Regions from separate parts of the Oryctolagus cuniculus genome. Here region 2 is linked to region 1. Evidence: chromatin contacts called from public Micro-C data. All regions are on one chromosome and are shown on one strand. The core of a region is the stretch at or near the end of the contact, and the rest is flanking DNA. Distances in the headings are between cores, read along the strand shown. Region 1 holds the start of ATP11B (ATPase phospholipid transporting 11B (putative)). Region 2 has its middle 42 kb from the start of ATP11B.

Region 1 (7,432 bases), core at 2,990-5,489:
CCAGCTTCCTGAGAAGTGTGCACCCTGGGAGGGGGGAGTACGTGATGCCTCAAGCACTTGGGTTCCTAGGAGACCCTGAGTGAGTTCCAGACTCCTGGCTTTGGCATGGCCCAGGCCAGGCTGTTGTGGGCATTTGGGGAGTGAAGCAGTAGATGGAAGAACTCTCTGTCTTGTCTCTGTTTTTATTCCATTCAAACAAATAAAAATAAAAATTTTAAAAATAAACCTAGCGATGTACAGAACACATTTATATTTTCCATCCTTTTTACCTTTCAAGAATGAGATCATTTTAACAGACTCTGATTTTTCACAGTGGCTTTGAGTTTCACTTCTCTGTAAGCATAAATAACCCAATGAAAAAAACACAGTTCATATAACTTAGCCCACACTGGCATCTGCTCGATGGATTTTCAAGAACAGACGAAAATATGTAATGTGATATTTTTCCTAATGAAATTCTTCACAAGAGGATAAAATACATAGTCCTGTTCAGTACTAGAAAAAGCCTAAAGTTTAGTCTGAAAATCCTGGGATTACAATTTTTTTGGCTTGCCTTTTAAAAAATAAGATTTCCATATTTGTTTACTGGAAACACAGAGTGATACATGGACATTGAAAAAGAGAGAGGGAGAGATCTTCCTTCCCCAGTGGCTGCAATGGCTAGGGCTGAGCAAGGCCAAAGCCAGGAGCCTGAAACTCCATTCTGGTTTCCCACACGGGTGGCAAGGGTCCAAGCAGTTGGGACATCTGCTGCTGCTTTCCTGGGAGCACCATCAGGGAGCTGAATTGGAAGTAGAACAGATGGGACTAGAACCAGTGCCAACATGGGATGCTGGTGTCACAAACAGCAGCTTAGCCCATTGCACCACAATGCTCATCTCTTGGAATATTGTCAGAAAGAAATGACTTTTAAGTGGAATCATTTGTAATCCACTAACAACTTTTGAGGAAGTGGATAGTTGCCCCTTTAAAAACTAAGACAGAGCAGTTTCTGGGGCCTGTTTTGAGAGCTCCATGGCTACAGAAATCTGTTGCAAAGCAAGAGATTGGCCAATCTCTGTGTTCTCCCAGCAGACCGGCCCTTAAAGTCGCCTGGCAGGCATGCAACAGAGTCCCCTGGATCTAACAGGTGGTGACCCCTGGTCTCACTGCATACAGTTGTGGATCCAGCAGTCTGTATGCTCTGCTCTGCATCACTGGTATTCCTAACTAGATCAGGTTTCCCTAACAACTCACTCACTGGCCTTGACTTCCTCATTCATCTCACATTTAGGAAGCACTCTTTAGACACTGTGAGCACCAAAATGAATGAGCTGTGAATTGAGACCTTAACAAGTGACAGTCTGTGCTATTGGCGGTCCAAGATCAAGAAAACTCACACTCTTTGTTTTATCTGTGTTATACCTCAGAATCACTATTACATGGAACTTGGAGATGTGTTTTTCCTGGGAATGAACACGTCTCACAAGTATAACTAGCACAGAATCATATTAACAAGTTCGCACATGAACACAACCATATTTACCATGAATTCAGTGGCTGTTATATGATGCTGGTAAATTTACTTTCTTGGAGCATCTGTCACCTCATTTGGAATGGCTGAAGTTTCAGGTTTCTTTGTCATCCATCACACACAACTTCCTATTCCAATAACATGCAGTCACTTCTGGCTCTTTCCCAGGCCAGCACTTTTCAACTCTTGTTGCGCTGTTGCAGAATTTCCCGCCTGACCTTTCTTCTCTCCAGCCTATCACACAGTGTCTGTGAATTATGGCTCTGATTTTGTCCTGCCATTTCCTTGTTTAGAAAACTCCAGGAATGATTTATTTCCTGTGAATTCTGTGAGCAGCTAGAAATTCCCCCTTTCTATGACTTCCCTTCCCAACCCCACCTCTCACGACTCCACACTTGCTGGGCCTCAAACATCTGTTTGTTCTGCCTCCCTTCAGCCTCCCTTGTCAAGCTCAGCTCTGTTCTGAAGCCCTGCCCAACTGCTATCGCCGGCATCAGTTTTCTACAATGAGTGACTACTGTCAGAATAATTCTTTATTATACACTGTATTAGATGGTTATGTACTTCCTCTTTCCAGCTTGACTGTGAATTCCACTCAAAGAGAAGGGGGCCCTCCATCCTGCTGGTTTCAGGCAGTTGTTATGCATACTTTTGATGCTTGAAACATGTAAGAAATAGCAGGGAATAAATGAATGAATATTGCCTTCTATCATTCTTTCCCCCCTTTCTTTTACCGCTGGTATTTGCCTTTTTAAGTCCTGCATGTTCCATTCTCAAAATTCCTCAAACGTTTCCAGCCACAGCCAATAGAAAGAAATTCCTTCTATACTGTGCACATGCGCATGTGTGTGCATACACACACCTGAACCCAAAATTTCACAAAACAATATATTGCAATGTGCAGTTTATGCTGTTTTCTACTCTAGTTTTAAAAACTACTGATCATGACACATTAAGTGGACTTAACCACCACTTACAGGTTATAACCACAGTATAAAAATACTCCCCATCTCACGCTCCTGTCATTACTATGAAGTGTGTAATATTGCTCTTGAAAAATACTTAGAACAAAATACTGCTTGGACTGCTCATTCTGCTCCTGAAAGTTTGATATTCAATCATGATATTTACATGGTTATCTTGAGATAATTTTTTATCCTATCTTTTCATAGCACTTAAGAGTCAACTCCTCCCACTTGCTATCTTCCAAAATTTGGGACAAAGTTAAATAATGACGCACAAAGTGTCCTCTGGACTGCTACTTCTTATGTTATCTTGACAAATTTTAGTGGCATATAAATAAAAATTTTCAGATCCAATTTGTAATCCAACCATTTGCATGCGAATAAGGTAACATGGTCATTATTTTGGTTTGTTAATATTGCATGAACTCTATTTCCTGACAGTTCAAGAGAAACCCAGCTTTGCCAAATTATTTAAAGTGAGCCTCCATTCTGCACCCATATAATAGGAAGAATTGCTGGGTGCTAAATCAGAGCTTGCAAATGTTTGACAAAGGGCCTGGGATATACAGTGCTCCACCAAGGAAGAACCTCAAACTTCATTTTAGGATTATAAAGTAAGGTTCAATCATAAGAACAAAAGTAAGATTACTTTCTCATTTTAAATACTTGTATCTAGCTGTTTTTGAAGCTGGGAGCTCATAACACAAAATTCCACCAGGTGTATTATAAATCATCAGTTTCCCTCAAAAAAGGCTCTAGTTGTGGTGTTGGATAAGCATTACATAATACTGAATATCTACTGAAACGACAAGACCGAGTACACATATGCAATGTCTTGCCCAGTCATGCAAATCTCATTTAGATGTCTGTTTCTGCTACATTTTTTTTTTTTACACCACAAGCGTCTGTCTGTTGGTGAAGGGTGCTTTAATTCAATAAAAACACCGCACATAATACATATTCATAACAGGATGTATACAGGGAGCTGGTTTTGAACAAAGCCAGACCTTCAAAGCCTTGTGCCACCTGCTTTTACGTTATCTCCTCATCCACACACTTAACCTAGGTCAAGCTACTTCTTCTAAGGTGTTTTTGATTTCAGGGGTTTGGCAGTTAACGATAAAGTATTTTCTCCCGTAACCTGTCCAAGTTAGCGCAGCAAGGCAGAATATCTCGTCCTTTCTCCTACAAACACCGACCGGTCCAGGTCGAACCGGGACAAGGGGAACTGCAAGCCTTCCAAAATCATCCCATCCCTCGCTAAAGAAATGGGCTGAGTTCGAGGGGGACACCACCTCCGGCTCTGAGAAGGTAAAAGCCAACCCAAACCGGGACTTCTGGGGATTAACCTTCAGTCGCGCACACTCCAGACTGTGCGTCTGCGTGTTGGCGGCCGCGTGGACCGAAGCAGGCGGAGAGCCAGGACCAGACCGGCAACAGGAGGTAGCGACCGAGAAGTCGGCCGCGAGCTGCAGGCTCGGGAGACAGGCGGAACCCCCCAGACGCCACAGGAGCTCCCCGCACACCGCGGGAGCGCGGGACCCAGGCCGTGCCCGAGACCCGACCCCTTCCCACGCTGCAGCCCCCGCCCGCACGGCCCGCCCGGGCTCGGAGCAGGCCCGGCTCGGCCCGTGCCCCCCTTTCGTCACGTCCGGGGCCGGGCCGGGGCGCCGGGGGCGGGCCCGGGTGGGACCGGGGAGCCGGGCAGGGCGGGGGTGGGGTGGAGGGGGTGCTTCGGGTGACAACGGTCAATAATGAAGGTGGCTGCGGCGCGGCGGCAGACTCGGCAGCGCCGGGCGGGGGCGACGCCGGGACCGCGCCTGTAGGACCTCGGGGCCGGCGCGGCAGGATGGGGACCCGGCGCGGGGAGTGAGGTGGCGGCGGCGGCGGCGGCGGCGGCGGCGGCGAGCGGAACTTCAGCAGGAGGGGCTCGCCCGCTCCCACCCCCCAACCCCCCCACGGCTCGTCGGCCTCCACCTGCAGCCCCGTGGCCCCCGCGCCCCGCGGGACCCGGACGGCGACGGCGGGGGCATGTGGCGCTGGGTCCGGCAGCAGCTGGTAGGTGCCTCCGCTCCTCCACCTCCGGGCGGTCCGACTCTGCGCGGCCTCTTGGCCCCGGGTGGCTGGGACAGGCCGGCGCCGCCGAGCCGCGAGGCCGGGGCGCGGGCGCTGGGCTAGGCCGCGGCGGAGGCGGGCGCGGGCCCCGAAGCCGGAGAAGCCCCGCGCGCAGCCTGCGAGCCCGGGCGGCGGACAGCGGCGCTGCTGAACCGCTCCCTGCCGGCGCTTCTTGGTTACTTCCTCCTCCTCCTCCTCCTCCTCTTGGCAGCTCCTGGGCAGCTGCGGCCAGAAGCGAGGGTCCCCAGGGGGTCGGGGAGCCCCTCGGAGGCGGCTGGGTGAGGGAGCTGAGAGAGGCGTGCGTTTCCTGCCTCCGCATTTGGGACGCGTCTGGGTGAAGGGAGGAGGAGGAGGAGGGCTGTCTTCGGCGATCGCCGAGCCGGGTACCCTGTCCAGTCTGACAGCTCTCGGAGAAAGGAATTTTTTACCGAGGGTCTGGATGGGGGAAAGAAGGCCAATCTTCCAACTCCGCGTCGACTTTGGGAAAAGGTAGTAGGGCTGCGGTTTACTGCCCACCGCAGCGCCGGTGAAACTTTGGGAACGGGACCCGCACGTTTCACCCGTTCTGCTCAGGGGCATTTGGAAAGAGGCAGGTTTACTGGAACACCTGGAGGCCAAAGGGGAATCTGAGGAAAGGGTGATTGAAAGCATAAAGCCCTACTTTTCCCAGAATTAACTCAGAGGGAAAAACAAACTCTTTCATGCCTCCTGGCAACTACAGGCCAGAGACGACAGCACTAAGGAAGGCAGCGAGAACAGTTAGGACAGACTTTGCCCCTGGCTCAAGAAGCCTGACCTGATCTGTATGGGGAGGTGTGCTACTGCTTGGTTTCCGAATCGCGTTAAGTACTTCTGCGATTCAGTGCTTTGGTTTAGTGATTCTAAAGGCAGTGGTCTCAGTGAAGGAGAACTATTTTGGTAAGACTGAAGCATCTATGCCGCTTTTTCCTTGTTCTAGAAGCGCGTTTTAATATTAAGACTCTATGATGTTGCAGAGTTAGCTTTCTCTTACTTCATTTTGCAGTGGGCGTCATTCTCCACCCCACCTCCAAAATCTTGCAAACAAAATTAGAACTACTTACCACTCCCTCAGACACAAATGTTGGCTTTCTATTTTTAGCTCATTGTAAATTCAGATATTCCAGATATATGCTTTATTAGGAAACCAAACTAATGATGTCATTATAATACCAGATTGTTGTAATACTTTGGCTTTGTTGCAATAAGCCATAGCACTGTAATTTGACTCTGCAAGTTAATTATTACACATCTGATCTCATGTATTTGGTTTGTTAGCTCTACATATTATGTAGAAGGCTTATTCACCTGATGATGTTTGTATTGTTAGGAAAATCATTCCAATTTGGTTGTCTTACAGCCCTTCCCAGTAGACTAAGACACTGTTTCTCAGTGTTAGGTTTTTGTTAGCCCGAAAAAAATCCTGGTTGTATAACCACTGTCATCTTCAAGACACAAAATCTGGCAGTGTTTTCAAAAATGGCTTCAAACAGAACGTAACTAAGAGGCAGAACTAGAAGTTGTGTGGTTAATTAACAAGGCAGTTGTCTTACAGGGATGGTTAACAAGTTGAACAAGTTGTTGCGCATAAAAAATGCTATCTGACATTTACTTGCTCAACTCACTGGATTTACTTTTAAGTTATCAGATCTTCTAAGTATGTAATCAGACCCGTGCTAATGTAGGACTTTGTATCTCTGCTTAAGTTTGTGTAGTCATTTAAATTATACATTAAGGATATTGGATATGCAGAGTAACGAAAACATATTACTATCCTAGTCATAAGCACTCATTCTAGTTACTACCCCAAGAATTATTTAACTAAAATCTAGTTAAAATTATAATTCCATTTGCTGAATGGATTGAATCACCATGTTTTTTAGTTAGGGGTTTATTTTATTTTAAAATATTATTTATTTGAGAAGCAGAGTTAATAGCTAGGGAGAGGGTGGGAGAGTAGGAGAGAGAGACAGAGAGAGAGAGATAGGTCTTTTATCCACTGGTTCAGTCCCCAGATGGCCACAACTGCCAGAGCTGGGCTGATCCAAAGCCAGGAGCCGGGAGCTTCTTCCAGGTCCCCCACATGGGTGCAAGGGCCCAAGGACTTGGGCCATCTTCTACTGCTTTCCCAGGCCATAAGCAGAGAGTTGGATCGGAAGTGGAGCAGCCAGGACTCGAACCTGTGTCCATATGGGATACCAGTGCCTCAGGCAGGAGGCTTAACCTACTACTACTACAGCACCCGTCCCAATTAGGGGTTTATTTTAAAATTTAGCTAAATGGGACAGATTTGGAAAAATTGATCAGTGAATCACAAGGACAGATTGTTTAGAGTTACAAGCATATGTTATTCATATGAATCTTGATTTTTCAACTATTTAGGTTGTCTTGCCAAAAAAAAAGTTATTTTATTACAGAAACTTCTATGCTCTAGTAATCTGTTTTTAATTAAAAGGAAAGGTTTGACTTCTTATTGTGATAAGTATTTTCACTGCTTTACAGGATGGAAAAATCAGGTGGGTGTTATTTTTCCTTTGGAAAAATAAAGTGAAAAAAAGTTAGAATATCTTTTCCCTTTTTCCTTTTTCAGTTCACAATGTGTAAGCTATTCTATGCTAAGAAAATCTTCACATGGTGTCGTTCTGGTACAGTTAATATTATTCATAGTGTACTCTTTTCAGCAGCACAGATGTAGTAACTCATTAGAGATGACCCCTTTATTATAATAGTAGAAATGTCATTAGCTACTCACCATACTCTGATATGTAGAGCTGTCTGGTAGCCATTACCACATGTGACTATTAAAAATTTTTTCCCAAAG
Region 2 (7,432 bases), core at 2,108-4,607, 42 kb before region 1:
CACTGTTTTCCATAGGAATTCAATCTCTTTCTTGGTTGCTTTCTGTGTGTGAATATCTGTAAACCATTTAACTGCCTGCATGACTGTGATGTTGGCGTTCCTTTTATGCCATTATTCGTTCCTGTCATTTGTGCTAGCTTTTACTGAAATTTTTGTTTGGCTACATGTGCTGTCACCATCTGTACTGAAATGCATTCAAACTGGTTTTATGTTGACATATACTTTGTGCCCATGTTTATTGATATGTTTATTCTGTCTATATAGACTAAGTAGGAATTTATTCTATCATATATTATAGCTCACTTGTTACTAGCATCTAATAAAATACAGCCCTATTGTTTGCTTTTACAGTACCACCTGTGTGGAAGGAGACTTAATGTAGAAATTTAAGATGATTTATTTCTCTTCTAGGAACCACTATTCAATAGTAATAAGTATATTTATTTAGATCTCTATATTTTATACCTCTCCAAAGTTAGTATAATATTATATATAGTATTGTTTATTATATGAACAAAACTATGCCTCTACAAAAAAAAAAAAAAAAACACACACAGACACACTTTAAAGTCACTTTTAGGAGCCAGCACCGTGGAATAGCAGGTTGGGCCGCAGCCTGCGGCATCAGCATCCCATATGGATACTGTGGAGCAATTCCTGCTGCTCCACTTTGGATCCACCTCCCTGATAATGCATCTGGGAAAGTAGCAAAGAATGGTCCAAGTGTCTGGGCCCCTGCACCCACATGGGAGACCCAAATGAAGTTCCTGGCTCCTGGCTGTGCCCTGGCCGTGGCTGTTGTGGGCATTTGGGGAGTGAATCAGTGCCTGGAAGATCTCTTTCCCTCTCCCTCTCCCTCTCTCTGCGACTCTGCCTTTCAGCTAAATAAATATTGCTGATCTCCAGCAATAGCCGTCAGTGACTTCTCTATGGGTCGTTTCTGCCTCTTCCCTCCACTCCCTGCCCCCTCTCCTCACACCAGCCACACAATGTCTTCTACCTAATTCTTCATCTCGTGTCAGTCCTCCACTCCAAACCATTCAACATCCTCCTTCGCATTTAACATGCAATTTTAAACCATTTTAGACATTTAAGACACCACTTGGAATGCCTGGGTTTCAGGCCCAGTGCCACTCTCCATTCCAGCTTCCTCTTCCTGGGGACCCTAGGTGGCAGTCACTGATGGCTCAGGCACTTGGGTCTCCGTCACCCACATGGGAGTCCCAGGTTGGGTTCCTGGCTGGTCCAGACCTGGCCTTTGCAGACATTTGGGGAGTAAACCAGCAGATGGGAATGCTCTCTCTCCCTCTCTCTCATGCTCTCTCCCTCTCTCCCTACCAAATAAAACAAGTAAATGAAATTTCCTTTTCAAGAGAAGTAGAACTCGCCTCCTAGCATTCCTCTCTCCTTCCTGGTTTCTGCCTCTTGCTGCAGCATTGCTTGCTGTGCTTCTGGCATCTCTCTCGTCTTCCAGCACACTCAGCTCCCCCTCTGCCTGGAATGTCCAGTAGCCGGCCTCTAGTTCTCCTGCTTTAAGTCACTGCGCCACTGTCATCTTCTCCTGACTGCTTCCTGGGTACCCCCATCATACTCCTCTAAAACCCCCTCCCTCGTCCTAGTCATCCTGTTTACTATGGTCTCAATCCTTAATCTGAAATTATCCTGTTCACTTGCTGGCACATGAGGGCAGGTTCTTGTCCATGTGGCTCCCAGTTTTATTACCAACACCCAGAATAACACCTGTTGTATCTCAGGCATTCAGTGAATATCTGCTCAGTGAATGAATGAAGGAATGATTAAAGTTAATTTTTTATATCAATCTTCTCAAAACCATGTTTAGGAAAACCTGAATTTTCCTAAGCGATGTAAGCGGCAGAGCCAGGGCAGGGCCAAGATCTCTGAGTTCCCACACAATGATGGCCTCACCAGGGTGGAGGCCAGGAAAGTGGATACAAAGCAGAGGTAAACCAACAGGACTTGTGGATGGATTGCAAGGAGAGCGGAAGCACACAGGGAAAGGGAGGAAACAAGAAGATGAATGAGACGCCGTAAGTACCAGCACTCCCTGAACTGTACAGCACTCTACCAAGCACAGGGGTCATTGCATAAGGCTTTGTAGGAGTGTGGCAGAGAAAATTACTGCTGGGAAGGAGGTCGCAGCACAAAAAGGTTGATATTTAGGGACTCAAAATACAAACTTCTCCTGCTCCGTGGTTTGCCACGTCTGACCCTGCTAGTTGAAATTTCTGCTTCAGAGGTTTGAAATGAGAGGCCTGAGCAATTGTCAAGCCATTCATATCTTATTTTAGACAAAGGCAAACAACTTTATTCATTCTCTGCAGACTTGGGGTTCTTTTGAAATTAATCAAAAATATCCAACTTCATTGTATGTTGCATTTTCAAAGACTTTGATTCTTCCAACTGAAAGCTGTGAAACCTAGCGCGGTGAGTGAGCGTTCTCTGGGACCTCTAACGGGGTGACAGCAGCATGTTCCATGGGGTCATTTGTCCTTGGGTTGACTGTTTCTGCTGTCAATGCCGGACACTTAGTATCGCTGTCAAATTATCTCTAACTGATGGCCAGTAGCGCCCAATCACTGTGACCGTGCCGCCTAACACTCCCTGGGCAGTGTGGACCCCTAGGATGCCCAGGTTGTGCCTTTATTGGGACCCCTGGATGCCGCTGGGAAGTCTCATCTGTCGTAGTCATATGATGCGACTCAGTCACGTCCACACTTATCCTTGATACTGAGATAATTTCAGCTTCCTACTTTGCAAGATATATTCATGTTTCCCCACACTTTTTCTTTTTCTTTTTTGCCCCTACAAGCATCAGCTTAGACTTTTGGCTCTTGGCTTATACTTCTTTGAAGGGGCTATCTTTAAGTAAGAAGTTGTTAATAAGAGTCCTGTCCCGTGTTGCACACCTGCCCTCCCAATGCCTCTACCGACTCTGCTTTTTATTTCCTTACGTAGACTCAAGTAGAGGTATGCCCAGGAGCACAGAGGGTGCCAGGAAGAGATGGGGTTGCCAGCTGGGAGGAGGTTTGCATGCGGAATGACTGCATCAAAATGGGAGGACCTGGGCGGGGGCATCACTGCCATCACACATTGGCACAAGCCACCTTTCCAGGGCAACGAGCATTGCCTTGAGGAAGAGTCCAACCCCGGGGGCAGGGGCAGGAAGGCAGCACCCTCTCCCAGACGAGGCAGCATGGTGTCTCCTTCCCAGCAGGTCGCACCAGTTCTTCTGCCCTTGGGTAGCTGGCTCTGACGGTAAGAACCCAGGACGGGCTACCTCCTGGCTCTGCGTCTGATTCACAGCAAGTCTTTCTGGTTTCTCTGATGTATTTATTACTCAGCCAAGTAAGTCACAGCTGCCAGACTTGATCATTGGTTTCTTGGGGATCCTCCCAGAGAAAGGAGTGCATATTTCACAGCCCACATTTGTGAAATCCATGTCCCCTCCCATTAAGCTTGTACTTTTACTTTACAGAAGTGATGACAAGTTGTGCTGCATGGATTATGTCATTGTGGGATTGCGATATCTGCTTCCTGTCTTGCCAACACTGACAATTTGCCCCGTGTTTACTGAACATTACAAAGCTAAAGTCTGCAGCAGACTGCATGTCCCTTTCATTATTTTTTTTTTCCTAGCTTAAACATCAGTTTACAGTAACATAATCTTCCGTGAACTCTCCCGGGGAGAAAAGCGATTTGGACATCCTCGCTGTAACTTGATTCTAAGACTGTTGAACGCGCAAGACACCTCATGTTCCTGTCTTACTGAAGCTGGAAGCGCATGAGAGACGGCCCCTTTCCTCCCTGTCGGGCCCCCAGGTTTCTCTCTTATGCCTTTTCTTCCTCTCTGCTGGTCTCAAGCAGGAAATGAACTGCCACCTCACCCACCTGCTCTCCCCACCACTCACCTCTCCTTCCTCTTTATGCTGGGTCTCTCCCTCTCCCCCTCTCCCTCTCCCTCTCCCTCTCCCTCTCCCTCTCATCCTCAAGCTCCTGGATTCACTATCCTGTCTCTGCCCTCCATCCTCTGAAGCAAGCCTCCTCTACCCTAGAAATAAACAAACCAAACCCAAATCCTCTGCTAAGGTATTCCATCACTACACTCCTCTGCTCCCTCCCGTCTTTCCCTGCCCACGTTCTAGCTCTGACCCGCTGCCCCTGCTTTTACACCATCCACTCACTTCGCTCTAACGCCACCTCCAGTAAATCTATAGCTCAGTGATGTTCTTCCCCTCTCTGCAGGTCGCAGCAGTCGATGGTCCGCTAAGTAAAGGTTCACTTTCTTTGAAATCCAGGTTTTCTAATCAAACCTCCTAACCCTACTTTCTTCCCTCTTCTCCCGCTTCTCAGCCCCACTCACAACTTTCAGGCGCTCAGTTCTGGCTCTGTGGGGCACGGTTCAGCGTCTGTGCCTACCCAAGGACATGTCCCTGTTTCATAAACTTGGCTTCCTGAACTGCAGCAGGTGGAGAAGTCTGGCAGGGGAAAGGCTTGCTTCATTCCTAGCCCTGTTCCTTTTGACGTTGCTGCCCACCAGGCTACTTCTCATTCCACGATTGCAGGCTCACCTCTGCCCTCAGATCATCGCCTTGTCTCATCTCGGCAACACATTGGCTGAGATTTCTCGGGAGGTTTCACTTCCATTGTTAAACCACCTCCTAAATATTTCTACTTTTTTTTTTTCTGATCGTCATCTCAAACTCATATCCTAAGAATAAATGCATTACCCTAGGAGGGGCGGAAGAACATGGTGCCCTTTCTGACTCCCAAACTTCTACGAATGGTTCTCTCTATCACGCACTTAGGAGTCTCAAAATTCCAGTCCTTCTGCTTTCTTGCTCTGTTCTGATCATCAAGGCTTCTTCATTCTCCCACTGCTCATCTCTTTTCTTTCTATTTCCACTGCCAGGATCTTGCTTTCTGTACCCTATCTGCTACCAGATTAATCGTCATAAAACCCTGTTCACAAGCATCTATTGCCTATATTAATCAGAAGTTTTCAGGGCCGGCGCCACGGCTCAATAGGCTAATCCTCCACCTAGCGGCGCCGGCACACCAGGTTCTAGTCCCGGTCAGGGCGCCTGATTCTGTCCCGGTTACCCCTCTTCCAGGCCAGCTCTCTGCTGTGGCCAGGGAGTGCAGCGGAGGATGGCCCAAGTGCTTGGGCCCTGCACCCCATGGGAGACCAGGAGAAGCACCTGGCTCCTGCCATTGGAGGGTGAACCAATGGTAAAGGAAGACCTTTCTCTCTGTCTTGCTCTCTCACTGTCCACTCTGCCTGTTAAAAATAAATAAATAAATAAAATCCAATTCGAACTAGCAATTAAAAGAAAGTTATTGACATACACCTGAATGAAAAGGCCCAGGTAGCAGTTTTGAGCATGGCTGGATTGAGCTATTCAAGCACTATCTTTAGAATTCTCCTTTCCTCCACCTCTTGGCTATGGATCGGCTTCTCTGCCAGCACCTGCAGACTTCTGCTATGAGGGGAAGCCTCACTTGCAGAAAAGGAGGACTCTCTCAATTGCCCACCAAAAGTCTTAACACTGAATCCGATTCCAAAGCCCTGGAGCATGGACCAACCCTAGAGCCTGGAGAGTGAGGTCAACTCACCCAGCCCACATGCAGTAAGAGCCCGAAAAGCCGGGTTCCTGTAGAATCTAAGTTGCTGTTGCCAGAGGAGGCATGAGCTCCGCAAAGGCAAAAGCAACAAACGTTCAAGCTACCGCCCTGTGGCTGAATGCTGAGGTTAAACTCCCTTAGTGTGATGTTCAGGATCCTTGTGCTTTAACGAGGCCTAAAACCTCCTTCCAATTTTCCCACCACTTACCGACACAGACTTTGGCTTGGGCCAGTCTTAACTATTAGTTATCCTGACATCACCATGGTCTTTGCCATCTCTATGCCTCTGCTAAGGCCACTACTCTTCCACCTCTTCACACTCCACTCATCCTGCAAACCCAAGATGTATCCACCTGAATCTTAGACTGCCACAATTTATGCTTTTCTTCTCTTAATTAATATTGGTTGACTATGAGTTGCATTGGGCAGGAGCTGGAAACTGTGTTGTCACATTGTGGACACTTAACTGAAAGACTGCTTAAGACAGAATAAGTTAGTATGAAAGTGACTGTTTATTTAGAACAAGAAAGTAAATAAAAGCTAATTTGAAGTTTTGAGAAGCTGACACATCACAAGACCCAAAAGCAGCAATATTTTTATTAGTCACCTGCCTGGCAACCTTCTGTAATACAACACTTGTTTGCTACATTTTCATCTGTATATCCTTCAATCAGCTCTTCATTTCAAAACTACTTGGTAATATTTTCAGTAAAGAAAATGGAAAGCTGGCTTAGTATTTCCTCTAGCCTACCTGAGGCTTTTTTTTGTTAATTATTGGTATATGTCAAAACTTATTTCAGCTTCACAGGTCATATTTCATAAAGTCATATAAGTATTTAAGATTCTCTCTCTCCCCAAACCCTCAAATAAATAACTAGAATATTTTCAAAGGGGGTGGACATTTGGATTGGTGGTCGAGACACCCACATCCTATAGCCAGATATAAAGTAATATAAGGGGGCCAGCACTGTGGCACAGCATGTTAACACCCTGGCCTGAAATGACAGTATCCCATATGGGCGCTGGTTCGAGACCCGGCTGCTCCACTCTGATCCAGCTCTCTGCTATGGCCTGAGAAAGCAGTAGAAGATGGCTCAAGTCCTTGGACCCCTGCACCCATCTAGGAGACCCGGAAGAAGCTCCTGGCTCCTGGCTTTGGATCGGCACGGCTCCAGCCGTTGCGGCCAATTGGGGAATGACCCATCAGATGGAAGACCTCTCTTTCTCTCTCTCTCTCTCTCTCTCTCTCTCTCTCTCTCTCTGCCTCTCTTTCTCTCTTTGAGTAACTCTGACTTTCAAATAAATAAATAAATCTTTTTTTAAAAAGTAACATAAGCAAATGAGTTTTACTGTTTAATTGTAAAGCTGGAAGCTGAGGCTTCAGGGCTGGATTGCTGCCCCTTGCTAAGCTCCAAAACACCCTCATCCAGCAGAACGGCAGTCCTTGCGACCCAGAGGCCTGCTACCACCTGCTCCTGTCTACAGATTAGATGTCTTCTCCTTCTTCCAAAACCTTGTCCTCATTATTGTGATTTGGCACAGAGGACAGGGATGGAGCTTTCCGTAACAACCCCACACTGGAGTGCCTGGGTTCCATTCCCAGCTCCAGCTCCTGACTCCGGCTTCTTGCTAATGTGAATTCTGGGAGGCAGTGCCGATGGCTCAGCGAGTGGTTCCTGCTGCCTATATTGGAGAGCTGGACAGGGTTCCCAGATCCTTGCTTTGGCCCAAGCTGGGGGCCTTTGCAGACATTTAGGGAGTGTACCAGTGGGTAGGAGTACGTTGCCTC

What was found. A called contact is a pair of places that touch in the nucleus more often than the background predicts.
Region 2: a contact with region 1 is called in a Micro-C map of ear pinna, with 3 times the contacts expected there. The contact joins the enhancer-like site here to the promoter of ATP11B in region 1.

Annotation. Positions count from the first base shown.
Region 1 is chr4:96,817,048-96,824,479 of mOryCun1.1, reverse strand. ATP11B (ATPase phospholipid transporting 11B (putative)) reads left to right here and starts at 4,239. Exons shown (of 30, transcript XM_008266558.4): 1 at 4,239-4,536. The coding sequence starts at 4,510.
Region 2 is chr4:96,858,571-96,866,002 of mOryCun1.1, reverse strand. No RefSeq gene overlaps it. Among named protein-coding and RNA genes, the nearest start is that of ATP11B, 42 kb to the right of the region's middle. Within about 2 kb of position 3,357, at least 2 of the 8 cell types and tissues checked have an H3K27ac peak or open chromatin away from gene starts, as enhancers often do. A contact at or near this core is called in ear pinna, where this site is marked.